2 separate regions of the Zea mays genome follow, and region 1 is linked to region 2. The links are chromatin contacts, called in public Hi-C maps. All regions are on one chromosome and are shown on one strand. The core of a region is the stretch at or near the end of the contact, and the rest is flanking DNA. Distances in the headings are between cores, read along the strand shown.

Evidence for each region. A called contact is a pair of places that touch in the nucleus more often than the background predicts.
Region 1: a Hi-C map of ear shows a contact between it and region 2, with 3 times the contacts expected there. The contact joins the promoter of LOC100193007 here to the promoter of LOC100192018 in region 2. A contact is called at or near these places in 2 of 25 Hi-C or Micro-C datasets (ear and leaf).

What each region holds. Positions count from the first base shown.
Region 1 is chr7:31,521,586-31,527,997 of Zm-B73-REFERENCE-NAM-5.0, forward strand. It overlaps LOC100193007 (Tetratricopeptide repeat (TPR)-like superfamily protein), which reads left to right and starts at 4,765. Exons shown (of 16, transcript NM_001138175.1): 1 at 4,765-4,908; 2 at 5,230-5,370; 3 at 5,589-5,632. The coding sequence starts at 4,894. It also overlaps the pseudogene LOC103633809.
Region 2 is chr7:31,366,605-31,372,971 of Zm-B73-REFERENCE-NAM-5.0, forward strand. It overlaps LOC100192018, which reads left to right and starts at 2,689. Exons shown (of 2, transcript NM_001367467.1): 1 at 2,689-3,741; 2 at 3,818-4,258. The coding sequence starts at 2,737. The coding sequence ends at 4,174.

The sequences.
Region 1 (6,412 bases), core at 3,515-6,014, 160 kb after region 2:
TAATAAACTGATGGGATCTTGATGCCAAACACAGGCGGGTTTCGCTGGTGACGACGCACCGAGAGCTGCCTTTCCTAGCATTGTAGGCAGGCCACGCCACACTGGTGTGATGGTGGGCATGGGCCAAAAGGATGCATATGTGGGTGATGAAGCTTAGTCCAAAAGAGGTATTCTGACACTGAAGTACCTAATTGAGCATGGCATAGTCGACAACTGGGATGACATGGAGAAGATCTGGCACCACACCTTCTACAATGAGCTTCGTGTGGCACCTGAGGAGCACCCTATACTGCTGACTGAGGCTCCTCTGAACCCCAAGGCAAACAGGGAGAAGATGACCCAGATTATGTTTGAGACATTCAACTGCCCAGCAATGTATGTGGCCATCCAGGTCGTTCTTTCCCTGTACGCCAGTGGTCGAACAACAGGTATGTTACTGCATTAAACTTGTTTCATATCAGCATTCGAATAACAGTGTAGTGAGTGATAGGAATCTTTCTGCAGGTATTGTGCTCGACTCTGGCGACAACGTAGATCTCGTCGATCCGCGTGAGAGTGTGACGGGCTCCGGGGAACCCGGCTTGCCAGAAGCTGCCGTTATGAGGAAGGACATAGCAGCAGTTTCCAACGAGGATGGCTTGCCCACCAGGAAGGACAGCGACGAGGATGCAGCGTCCGAGCCACCACCAAGCCATGTATTTACTAATATCACCTCTCTTTTTCCTTTCCTTTTCCTTGCATTGACAAATGGGAACCTTTTTATTTCTCGCACAACACAACTTTAAATGGAAGCAAAGGAAGGCAGTGGCAACGAACGATCCAAAATTTTGATGAAGTTTTGTAATATCCAAAAAATCTTGTTGGCTAGAAAAATAAACTTTTGGCGTTAGAAAATCAGTAGTAGATTTTGTGCAACGAGTAGATCCGACGAGTCCTCACTTTCAAATCGATCTAATTCGCACGCTCGAAGATTTTTTCCATTCAACCTGGACAGTATGAATTATACTCATTAACGACAAAGGCATGTTTTTTGGTGGGGGTACAATTTTTGGAAAAAATTCAGAAGTTCTGACTAAGCATACTTCACTATGCGTGGAAATACAGTGCATCAATAAATCATGTAATTTGTTGTTTCAAACATTATGCATCATGGTTTCGGGTGGAAGACCAGATGAACCTGTCAAAAAATTTGAAGATCATGAACAACTGTCGTGTATCTGTTTTTTCAGAATAGCGAAAATCTGAAGTAAAAATATCAAGTATGTTCTGGTAGATTGCTGAACTGGTGTAGCAGTGCATCATATTTTCGTTGTCAGTAAGTTGTAAGCGCCTCTTGAATAATAATTTCCAAATATTTTTTTAAGAAGGCTTTAAGACAAAATTTAGTTACGAAAGAATTCAATCCTCAGGTTTGCCCATTCTGCCAGGTTCAGAACTCAACTCTCTATCTCATACTAGGAGCCATACCGACTCTTTCCTTCTGTAGTTCTGTTTTTACGGGATGTGCTACCTTTTCAGTAATAATTTGTAGGAGGTTTGGCAATTGGCACAGTGTGTGCATCCATGCCTCTCCCTTCTTTTCATTCTATTAAGCCTTATTACCTGATGAAGTTTCTCCCCATAAGGTGATGTATATCCTAGACCATGCATTTTTTTTAAAAAAAAATCTATGTTACATTGGATATGGTTGATGCCTAGGTGTCAAGTATCAGTTGGTCGACATTTGTATTGGCGTACATGCTAAATGCAGATACTTGTTCATATGGCAGTAGATACTATGTTGTTAATCCTTGAATGATGATTAAGCCCTTTTTGGATTGTATACTTTCGTTGCAGATCTTCCTTTGATATATCATGTTCACGTCTTCATGACCAATTCTTAAACTAAAGTTACGTAGTTTGGCGATGGGCTCCCTAACTGTGATATCATTGTCCAACATGTTCACCCTTAAATAGACCTAAATAGTGACATCCAATTTGAGCATGGCTTTTAAAGACTTTGTACCTTTCTTATAGGTGACTGTCATAACGAATCAATAATTTGAGATACATTTCACAAGCTTAGTCCCATAGGTTGTAACAGATAATGTGCTAATGTGCAGCATGATGAGTTTCTACGAACACTAGCTGTGCTGAGTTCATGTATGAGGGGCACCCTCCTCGTGATCGTTATGTCCTACTCTAGGGCCTCCAGTGTGCAGCTCCTTGGAAAGGTAACAAAATTGGTATTCCTTGTCCCAGAAGCATTCCCCTATTGTATTCAGTTGTGAATGTTTATGTTGTTTTAAGTCCCAACAAGGATATCTCAAATGTTTAGGGTTGTTATGCTGGCCTTAAATGATCTTCAGTACTAAGTTTAGCCATGTGTTTTGCAAGCTGCTCATAACATGGAATGGTTTTACATTCTAGGATTTCTATTGCTTGCAGGTAGGTTACTGACTCCACTTGTTTGTGAATACTTGGAGTGACCACAACTAAGTCACACAATGAAACTTTACTTTCCAGAGTGTAACCTGGTAACTGGTGACCATTCATAATATTTCGTTTTTACATTTTGGATATCAATAACCATTAATATGTTTCCCTGTTTTGTTTGTAAATCAGCCGGACTTCTGATACAATGAACTGAAAGATTTCTCTAACAAAAGTGGAGCTGTGGGGAGCAAGAGTGCTGAAAGTGGTCCAATGTTTTTAGATGTTCTCGAATGTTATCTGAAATATGAGGTTTATCTCTTGCTTGATCAACAATAGAAGCAAAAAATCATCCTTTTGTTTATTTATGTTTCCCAATATAAAGAAAAAAGGGGAAATATTTTGGTGTAGTGTGTCCAATTCTTTTGTCCCTAGAAAACTATGTAGTCGCCTATAGCAGGCGCTATAGTCAGTTTTAGCTATTTTAGACACCACTACTATTTGTACACACATTTCTATTAGCCTATTTTAGCCTGCTATATCCATGTATGAGCCTTATGGGAACTCTACAACTACTATGGATCCTCTTATACATTGTGTTCGACATGCAGACAAGGTAGTATATTGAGTTGGACCAATAATCCTTCATATTTATTTATGTGAATTATGTTGTACTGGTGTCCTGTCCTTTTGTTTGTGCTTTATAATTTGTAATTCCTAGCTGCTGATATGGTCTGATGGATGGGAGGTGGCTAAAATCGTTCAGATAAGTGTCAATTTGTTGTTTTCTATTTTTATGAATGGTTTTCTATTTCAACATTAGTCAATCCTCCCATTGGAGTCTTGCTTAATGCCTTGATCTGATTTGGACTTTTAGGAGCAAAAGATTAGTCTTGATTGATGTGTTGCGATTAATTTCTACAAATTTCTTATTACTGACAAGTAAGGAGGGTTGACATGCCTTTCCCTGGGATAAATCTGTTAATTTATTTTAGATGAGGAATTTATTTAGACAATTACAGTAGTTGGATCAAAACTTCAATGAAACTTAATGCAGATGTGCATTGAATATTTCACATTGGGTGAACAAATTTGATCACTCATTTTTCCTACTACGACAGGTCGACCACCTGTAGAAGAGATTATGGCATCCCGAAAAGCTGCAGTAAGTTGTCCTTCTGATCATCAACTCACTTCCTCTGCTTGAAGCTTTGTATGGATCAGTAATCATACTGGTTGCGAGTGAACATTTTAGCAGCTTCAGTTTACTGACTGTTTTGTCCATCCGCAGGGCGGATGTAAAGATGATAAAGTATGCAAGATGTGAGCATCAAAAACATTCTACTGTACTATGTACCACACCTCTATTCATGCTTAGATAGGCTCATAAACATAGTTTTAACACTCAAATGATCGCACTGGTATGTTTTGTTTATCTACTACAGCTCAAGACTGTGACTAAATTTCAACGGATTAAGGTGGATAGCGTCAGATTTGAAGATGAGAAGCTTCAGGATACCTCGTATTGGGCTAACATTACCAATCCCATGGCACCGTTACCATTCCATGTTTCTAATGCACTGAGGGTATGAGGCCACGCTTTTGTATGTGCCTACCGCCAAGACACCTTGAGCTACACATGTGGTTTGTTATTATCTTGAAAGCGTATTTGTGTCAATACTATAACCTTAATATGCTTGTTTGATCTATATTTTTTCTGCCATCAAGAATGAGGCAATTAGATAAGGATATATGTTAGCTTTGTCAGTATTGTCTGAGTCTTTAAGCGTAGCAGTAAAAGTTTTGGCACACCATTGTTTTAGTTATTATGATCTGAGCAACCCGTTTTATATAGGGAGCTCGTGGCAAATGCATCCTCACAATAGGACGATGGAGCTCAAGGCGTCAAGTGGTGGCTCGCTCGGACTCGCGTCCTCTGCAACAAGGCACTGTTCCCCATGAGGGTTCCCATTACCATTGCGCTCGCGTCGCCTGTCACTAGGGCTCTGAGCCATTAGAGGCTCGTCAATTTATATAAATTTATGTTCCGTTGCAATGTACGAGCACATACCTATAAGATATTAAGATCGAAGATAATATATATATTGTTTGTTTTCATGTATTACCTAACACTGTCTAGATGTACATAAATTACTACGATATTATATGTCCCCGTTGCAACGCACGGGCACTCACCTAGTCATATTTATATTCTTTCAACCGAACATAAAATTGGATTTAAAGGGTATTATAAAAATAAAAAGGAATACCTCAGAATACCCTTCATCTTTTTTTGTTCGAACGCATTATCCCGTTCGTTCATTGTGTACTACTGGATTCTCACACCGCAGCATCCGTTCACGTGTCTTCACCCCGAGTGCTGTCTCTCTCCTTCCTCTCTGCTACGGCTGGGTGAGGCGGGGGGCTACTGCCGCCGCCTAACGCCAGGTTCCGAGGCCTTCGTCGGTCTATTTGCCGGCGATGAACATCCACCAGGTAATCCCCTCCTTCTGTTCCCTTCCCGCTGTGTGAAACCGAGCACCCAAACCCTATCATAGAGCTATTTGCTAGTATTTGATGCCTGCCAACTTCCAACTTTTGGCAAAAATTTATATGTGTACACCCATGTTCTTTTACTGCGGCTGCCCCTCCTCCTGAATGGAGGGGCAGAAATTTGTTGCAACTCTTGATTATAAGTATTTTGCATAAATTAGAAATGATAACAATGGTTGATATCTTTGAGCCTTTTGATTTTTGGGACCGTTACTTTATTCAGAGGATACGTTCATCATGGAAGAAAATTTGACTATGTTGTAGGGATGGTTGCAACAATTTGGGCATAGCGTTGGTATCAGTGGTTCGAAGATGGTTCTCCATATGACCCACAATGTATTCAGTTTTCGATGCTTTGCTGCCAATGGGCGTGGCTTCAGTGCGGATTCTACCAATAAGAGAAAAGTATGTAGACTCAATGCTCCATTTCCCTCCCTACTTCTATCTGCAGCACATGTTTTGCAAGGACTAGTGTTAGAAGGAAATGGAGTCATCTTCTAACGGGCATATTCCTAATTATGAAGTTGTACGTCTTGTTCAGTGATTAGGAAAGCCAGATCACACTATATATATGAAGAAATTGGAGTCACTGATGGTCTATTATGTCTTCGCTTTTCTCCCAGATTAAAAGCAAGAAGAGGCGAAAGGATGTTGCACTGGAATCAAGGTACTCTCCTTGCACATTGTACTATTATAAGTTTTATTCTCTTCACACTAGAAGCAAGGTATATTCTTATCAGGAACTTTTGGTGACTGGCACGTTTTTTTAAATGGCATCTCTTATATTTTTCAAGAGTTATAGTTGGTTTCAAGATACAAGCTTGTAACAGAAGATACTCAATTCCTAGAGTCACATTCTAACAGTAAACTTTTATGCAAAGTCTAAACTTGTTTATCATTACTTGGTGATCCAGTGTAAGAACATTTGAATAGAGCTTCTGTTTCTGAGTTTTTCCCATTTTTGGTTATTAATTACTAAATGGAGTCACATTGGAAAAAAGAAGGAATTATACTAAAGGGAAGTTTAGGATGTGTTTGGTTTAAGGAATGAAGTGATCCATCTTCTTCTTACTCCTCACTTTTTTATTTGGTTTGTGGAATAGAATGAGTTGATCCATCACCACCACATTCCTTATAAGCTAATAATTAGTATATACATGAGGAGTGAGTTAATTCCACCAAAATTGATGGAATGAACTTATAATGCATCACCTGATAAGTTGTTTTCAGATGAGTTAAGGTGTACTTCCAACATAAGTTGCTACCAAGGTAGAAGAAAACATGTGAATATATGTGCTATGGTATGAATTAGGGTTAATATTTTCGGTTTGTTATAAAGTAGATGTAAGACAGATTTTAATTATAGGCTACCTCCAATATAAAGATGGCATTGGCAACAACTTGTTTTCAGATTGCTGGTGAAGATTTATATAAATCTAGTTTCCCA
Region 2 (6,367 bases), core at 1,439-3,938:
CCAATATCCAATCTAATGGACAACCAACTCTAGAATTGAACATAGTGCACGAATCAAATACAAACCCTAGCTAAGATCCACACGCAAACCTTCACAAGAAACGAGGTTCAAGATGAGGGCACATTGGCATACCTTGCATCTAGGGCCAATTCCCTGTATGCCACTGGAAAATATACTCATCCCTTGTATGCCATTGGCCCCACATGTCATAGACACCAAAAATTATACCTATATGCCACTCAGTGGCACACAAGGGATGAGTATAAAATCTGATGGCATACCAGGAATTTTCTCTTGCATCTAGCGTGGGACACAAGCTTCAACTGCAGAGAAAGATGATGTCGACGACTGGCAGCACACAATGGTGATGTGAAGGAGGTATCCACGCTCCATCGAACTGATTCGACACGCGAGAGAGATGAGTACTACGCCGCTTTGTGATGCTGAGGGTCGAGACAACTTCGTCTTTTCACATGTCACCTCCATGCTACCGGCATGCCATGAATGAAAAAAATATGTTTTTAGTAAAATTGTAAGATTTCTTCGATATGGTGGAGGAGAATTTGTATGAAATTTTGATACTGTGCTACTATTTGAACGTGTGACGTTCTTTAGAGTAAGGATGGATCTAGATATTTATTTGGATGTTTTATTTGATTGTGAATAAATAAATATATAATTTTCTATGCAAATTTGTATTCTTGTTTTTAGAATTGATCTTGTTAAGTAAAAAATAAATCTTATGTCTTCTCAAATAATAGATATATAATTTCGGATTTTTCACCTTTTTCGTTGTAGAGAGAAAATAATACATAAAAATTATACAACAAAATATTCTTACCTTTTTATAATATGCTTAAAAATATAACTAAAAATTATTCCTAAATTTTGTGTATATTTATTTTAAACTACTAAATTTGTCTTGTCAGATGCACTTTAGAGTGGCGAAAAAACATATAAAAGCCCTCGCCCAATCCGCTTCTTTCTTCACCAGATGGCGGACATTGCCCTTGCGAATCCAATCCCCTTTGTCACCGCCGACGACGATGAGGACCCCGATCTTAATCCTCAACCCCATAGACATATTCATCTTCTTTTACATGTAATTCATACAATACTCGATTCTCCTCATAGCTAGATTCTCATAAAAACTAATCGTAAAAAAGCTAAACCAAACAATCCCATAGTATTGAGCTGGTTAAGATTCATAAAAAGTAAACATCAAATTTATTATACGTTTTTCTCATATAATAGATATAAAATTCCATTTAGGCACATATAAGTTTCCACCCTTTCGTTGTATGGAGAAAATAATGCGTAATAATTATACAAAAATTATTATTATTATATGTTTAATAACATAACTAAAAATTAGCTCTAAATTATATATATCTATACTATACTTAAAACATCAGTTTCAACGGTCGTCACATGTCATCTTTTTACAAATAGCCCCTTACAGTTATTTCAAATTAATCCGCCGCACGCCTATAGATGGCCAAACGACGGCTCGACACGGGCCAAACGCCCGCGGGCCACAACTCTGGCTGAGGCATGTCATGCCGGCCTGCTGACTGTGCTGGGCAGCTCATTAGCCCGTCGACCCATTTGATAACATGGGCTTAAAATGTCGTCCAGCGTCATCTTTTTATAAATAACCCCTTACAGCTATTTCAAATTAATTCGTCGCACGCCTATAGATGGCCAAACGACGGTCCGGCACGGGCCAGACGTCCGTGGGCCACAACTCTGGCCCAGGCACGTCATGCCGGCCTGCTGACTGTGCTGAGCCAGCCCGTTAGCCCATCGACCCATTTGATTAAATGGGCGTAAAATGTTAAAAAATGGTGCAGGAGGTGGGGTTTGAACGCATGCCCTGATGAAAGAAGGACGAGAGATACTAGGTAAAGCTGTCAAACCAGTAGAACATCATGCTCAGATATTTTTAATATTAAATATAAATTATATATATATGTATATACGTTTTTGTAAAATAAAAAATATAATCGTGACGGACCGGACTAGCACTACGGGTCAAGGCTACAGCCCAAGCACGGCACGACGTTCTTGGCCCTTGCAAGCATTAGGTCGTTTCTGAGACCATATTGGTGCAATGGACTCTATGGTGTTTGATGTTACTGAATTGGATAGAGCAACAGTGATTTATCAGACTAACAGTAAAAATGAAAAGTTATTTGTTGTGTTAAATATTAGTAATTGTTACGAAGTAGCATAATTTATATGAAGCACATCCAGTTTTTATTGATGTCTGACTTTAGCAATCACTCTATATTTTGATCTATCTTTTTTATAAGTTTGAGTTCACGTGACTTATTTTAGAAACTTGAGCTTACAAATTTTCTCTTATTTGGTCTCTGTATGGTGGAATTATGTTATTTTATAATCTCTGTTCGTTCAGTCAGTCATTGTGAACTCTCTTCTAATCGCTCACTTTGTTGGTCGTGTTATACCAAGACATGTTGGATGGAGTAAATAATACATCAGTTAGCAAAATCAAAAAAATATTATACGAAAAGTAGAGACAATCAATAAAAATATTAAAATTTTTGATGGATAGTTTATATGGATATTGTTGTAATTCGTCGTAACGTACGGTCAATCGACTAGTTTATTTTGAATATTAAAGATGATTAGAATCCATCTGTACTTTAGAGTTTAGAGTGGCAAAAAAACATATGAAGGCCCTCTGCCAATTCGCTTCCTTTCTTCCGCAAAATGGCGGACAATGCCCTAGCAAATCCAATCCCCTCCGTCGCCGCCGCCCACGACGACGATGAGGACCCCGATCTTATCAGCCTCCTACCGGATTGCATCCTCGCCACCATCCTCTCCCTTCTCCCCCTCCCTGCCGCCGGGCGAACCCAAATCCTATCCCACCGCTGGCGCCGCCTATGGCCCTCCGCGCCACTCCACCTCCTCGACTCCCACCTCCCCGTCCCCACCTCCTCCCTCTGCGTTGCCATGTCCCGGATCCTCGCCTCCCACTGCGTCAGCGCTGTGAGGTTCCATATCCTCCTCGCCCGTCCCTCCGCCTCCGACCTCGACTCCTGGTTCCGCTCCCTCGCCGCCAAAAGCCTCCAGGAACTCGTCCTCCGGCTGCCCTCCGACGACACCCTTCGCCTCCCTCCATCATTCCTCTCCTTCCGGTCCCTCAGCACCGCGGAGCTCACCAACTGCCGCCTCCCCGAGGACGGCGAAGTCTATTTCCCGCACCTCGGCGAGCTGACCCTCCGCCTTGCCATCGCCCCATCCGCCGCCGCGCTCCATGGCCTCCTGATCGGCTGCCCCAAGCTTGGCAGCCTATCGCTCGACCGCGTCTTCGGCTGCCGGACCCTCCGCGTGCGGTCCTGGAGCCTCCGCAGCCTCACAGTGTCGGTCTCCCTGACGCCGTGGCGCGTCCAGGAGAGGGGCGCCATTGAGCTGGAGCATCTCGTCGTCGAGGATGCGCCCGCCCTGGAGAGGCTGCTGGCACACGACATCAACTGGGGCCCATCGATAAATGTAGCGCGTGCGCCGAGGCTGCAGATGCTCGGCTACCTTGGGATCGGTATCCCGGAGCTGCAGCTCGGCTCGGCGTTGTTTCGTTCCATGTGCGCTGTTAGACTGGCGGCGGACCTCCGGTCTGTGAGGACGCTGGCGCTGGAGATGTCAGATCCGCAGCTGAAGTTTGTGGCCGACTTCCTGATGTGTTTCCCCTGCTTGGAGACGCTCCATGTCACGGTACCTGAAATCGATTGTTTGTTCATATATCTGGTTAAAGCTTGTGCTCATGAATTTTGCTATTGTTGTGTTGCAGTCTCACATGGTTATTCCTCAGGGCATGAGAATATTGAATTATGAGATGGGTGATGATCGCATAGAGTGCCTCAGCCATCACCTCAAGAAAGTAGTGCTGAAAGGTTACTTGGGGCGAAAGCATGAGATGCAGCTTGCCATTTCCCTTGTTCGTCATGCTAGGGTTCTACAGGTTTTCAAATTCTTGTGTGAAAATGAGTGCAACAGCAAATGGGTGACAAACCAGAAAAGACAGTTACAGGTGGACAGCCGGGCATCTTTGCTGGCTCAATTTGTTTTTGAGAAATTCAGCAAGGGCTACATCAGGTTTTCGAAGTCAGCAAGTAACATATCTTTAGTTGATCCATTTGATACTTAATAACCCTGAACTATTAAATAAATGTTCTCTCTATTTTCATGCCATTAATTTAATCACAGATAGAAAATGGGATCCTTTTCTGATTGGACTTGTCTGAAACTTGCATGGATTCTCTTTGAGACATGATTTACCTGAACGAAGCAGATCTTGCTGGGTAGTTATGCTACCATTTTCTGTCTTATGGGCATGCATATGCTTCAGCTAAGATGTGTGAGAAGAGAACCTGTAGCCAGGGGCGGAGGGGCATAATCCCATTATGGCCCAAGCCATACAAAAAAAAACCAGGTCCGGCCTAGCTTCTCTAAACCCTAATCAGTCAGCCCTAATCAGTCAGCCGGCCGCCGTCCACTCAGCCGGTCGAGCGCTCGAGCCGAGCGCCGAGGGCACGAGCAGCCGACACCGCCTAGCAGGCGGGCCGCTCCACCTCCGTGCCTCTGTCGATCGTCCGCTCGGCCGCCGTCCACCCGTCCGGCGAGCGCCCGACGACCCGAGCAGCTCCGCGCCTCCGGCCTCCGTCCGTCGTCTGCTCGGGCTCGGACCGAGCCTCTCCGCGCCTCCGCTGCTCAAGTGCTTCGCCCGTCGTCCGTTGTTCGCTCGGGCTCGGACCGAGCCGCTCCGCGACTCCGGCGCGCCGTTCGCCTGTCCGCTGAGCGGCTGACGGCCCGAGAAGGCGAGTAGGAGCAGCTTCGCGCCTCCGCCCGTCGTCCGCTTGGCCCGAGCACGCGCCGATCACGCGCCTTCCGCTTCCAGGTTCCAGCCACCGAGCATGCGCAGCACGCGTCGAGGCCTTCCGCTTCTTTGTTTGAACGTTGATTGTTTGAATGTTGATGTTTGTCACCATGGTTTAAAAGGCGGCTAGGCGGAACTAGGCGCCCAGCCACCGCCTGACCGCCTAGGCGACTTAGGCGGGCGCCTAGGCGACGCCTTAGTAGCTGTTACAAACAGCTGTTACAAAATACCAAGTAACCAAACCAGGGAAAGCAGGGGAAGATGAACATCATTTTTGGGTGTTGACACCTGAGAGGAAGCAGGGGAGGACCTACCAGTGAGGGACGCCAGGGAAGGGGAGCAGCCGGCCAGCCGCGCGCCCAGCGAGCAGCAGCCGCGAGCAAGCGAGGAGCAGCCGCGAGCGGCGAGCAGCTTTGGCATGCCGCGAGCAGCAGCCGCGTGCAGGGCGCGCGCAGGGAGGAGCAGCCGCGTGCAGGGCGCGCACAGGGAGGAAGAGCCGCGCGCACAGGAAGAAAGGGGATAGAATAGCCGCGCGCACAGGAAGAGTCGCGCGCACAGGAACAGCCGCCAGCCGCGCGCACAGGAGAACGCGCGCCAATTTACAGGCGGGCACCAAAATCTAGCGCCAAAAAAACCCTAGGTTAGGCGTCGCCCAGGGGGAGAAAGGCATCGCCCAGACGCCTACCACGCCTAGGCGGACGCCTACCGCGCCTAGGCGGACGCCATACTCGATCTTCCCTGGGCAGCGCGGACAACTAGCAACATTTGACGCCTGGACGCCTAGGCGTCGCCTAGGCGACGCCTTTTAAACAATGTTTGTCACAAACTTGCAGGTAATAATTATGCCAAATCAAAGGGAAAGAGGATGAAGTCGCACATTTGTAGATTTAAAAAGCTATTTTAGTCGGGCTTCTAGTAGTACAAACCCAAGTACTCATGGGAGTGGAGTTGGCCAAGAGGTGGACAATGAAGAAGTCCAATATGAACAAGATGTCATTGGAACAGGTAGTACAGTCAATGAGTTTCATATGGATCATATTATCTCTGATCCTAGTATTCGCATTCCAGTTGATCAATTTGCTCCTAATATTAGAAGTGAAGTTAGGAGGGCATTCATAGAAAAAGGTCCAACACAACCCATTGGTCATAATTTTCCTAAAGCATATGATAAAAGGTCATTTCAGGAACATTGGTTTAAGCAACACAATTGGTTGGAATATAGTTTGGTGAAGGATAGTGCTTATTGCTATCTTTTTAGAGATGATTGCAAAGATGAGAAATTTTGTCATGACACTTTCACAAAAATGGGCTTCAAGCAATGGAAGAATGCCCTGTTGATATTTAGAAAACATGTTGGGGGTCCAAGTAGTTTGCACAATCGGGCAAGATCGACTTTTGAGGATTTTGATAATCAAAGATCAAGTTTAAAACATAAAGTCATAACTCATAGCAAAGATGTTTTCT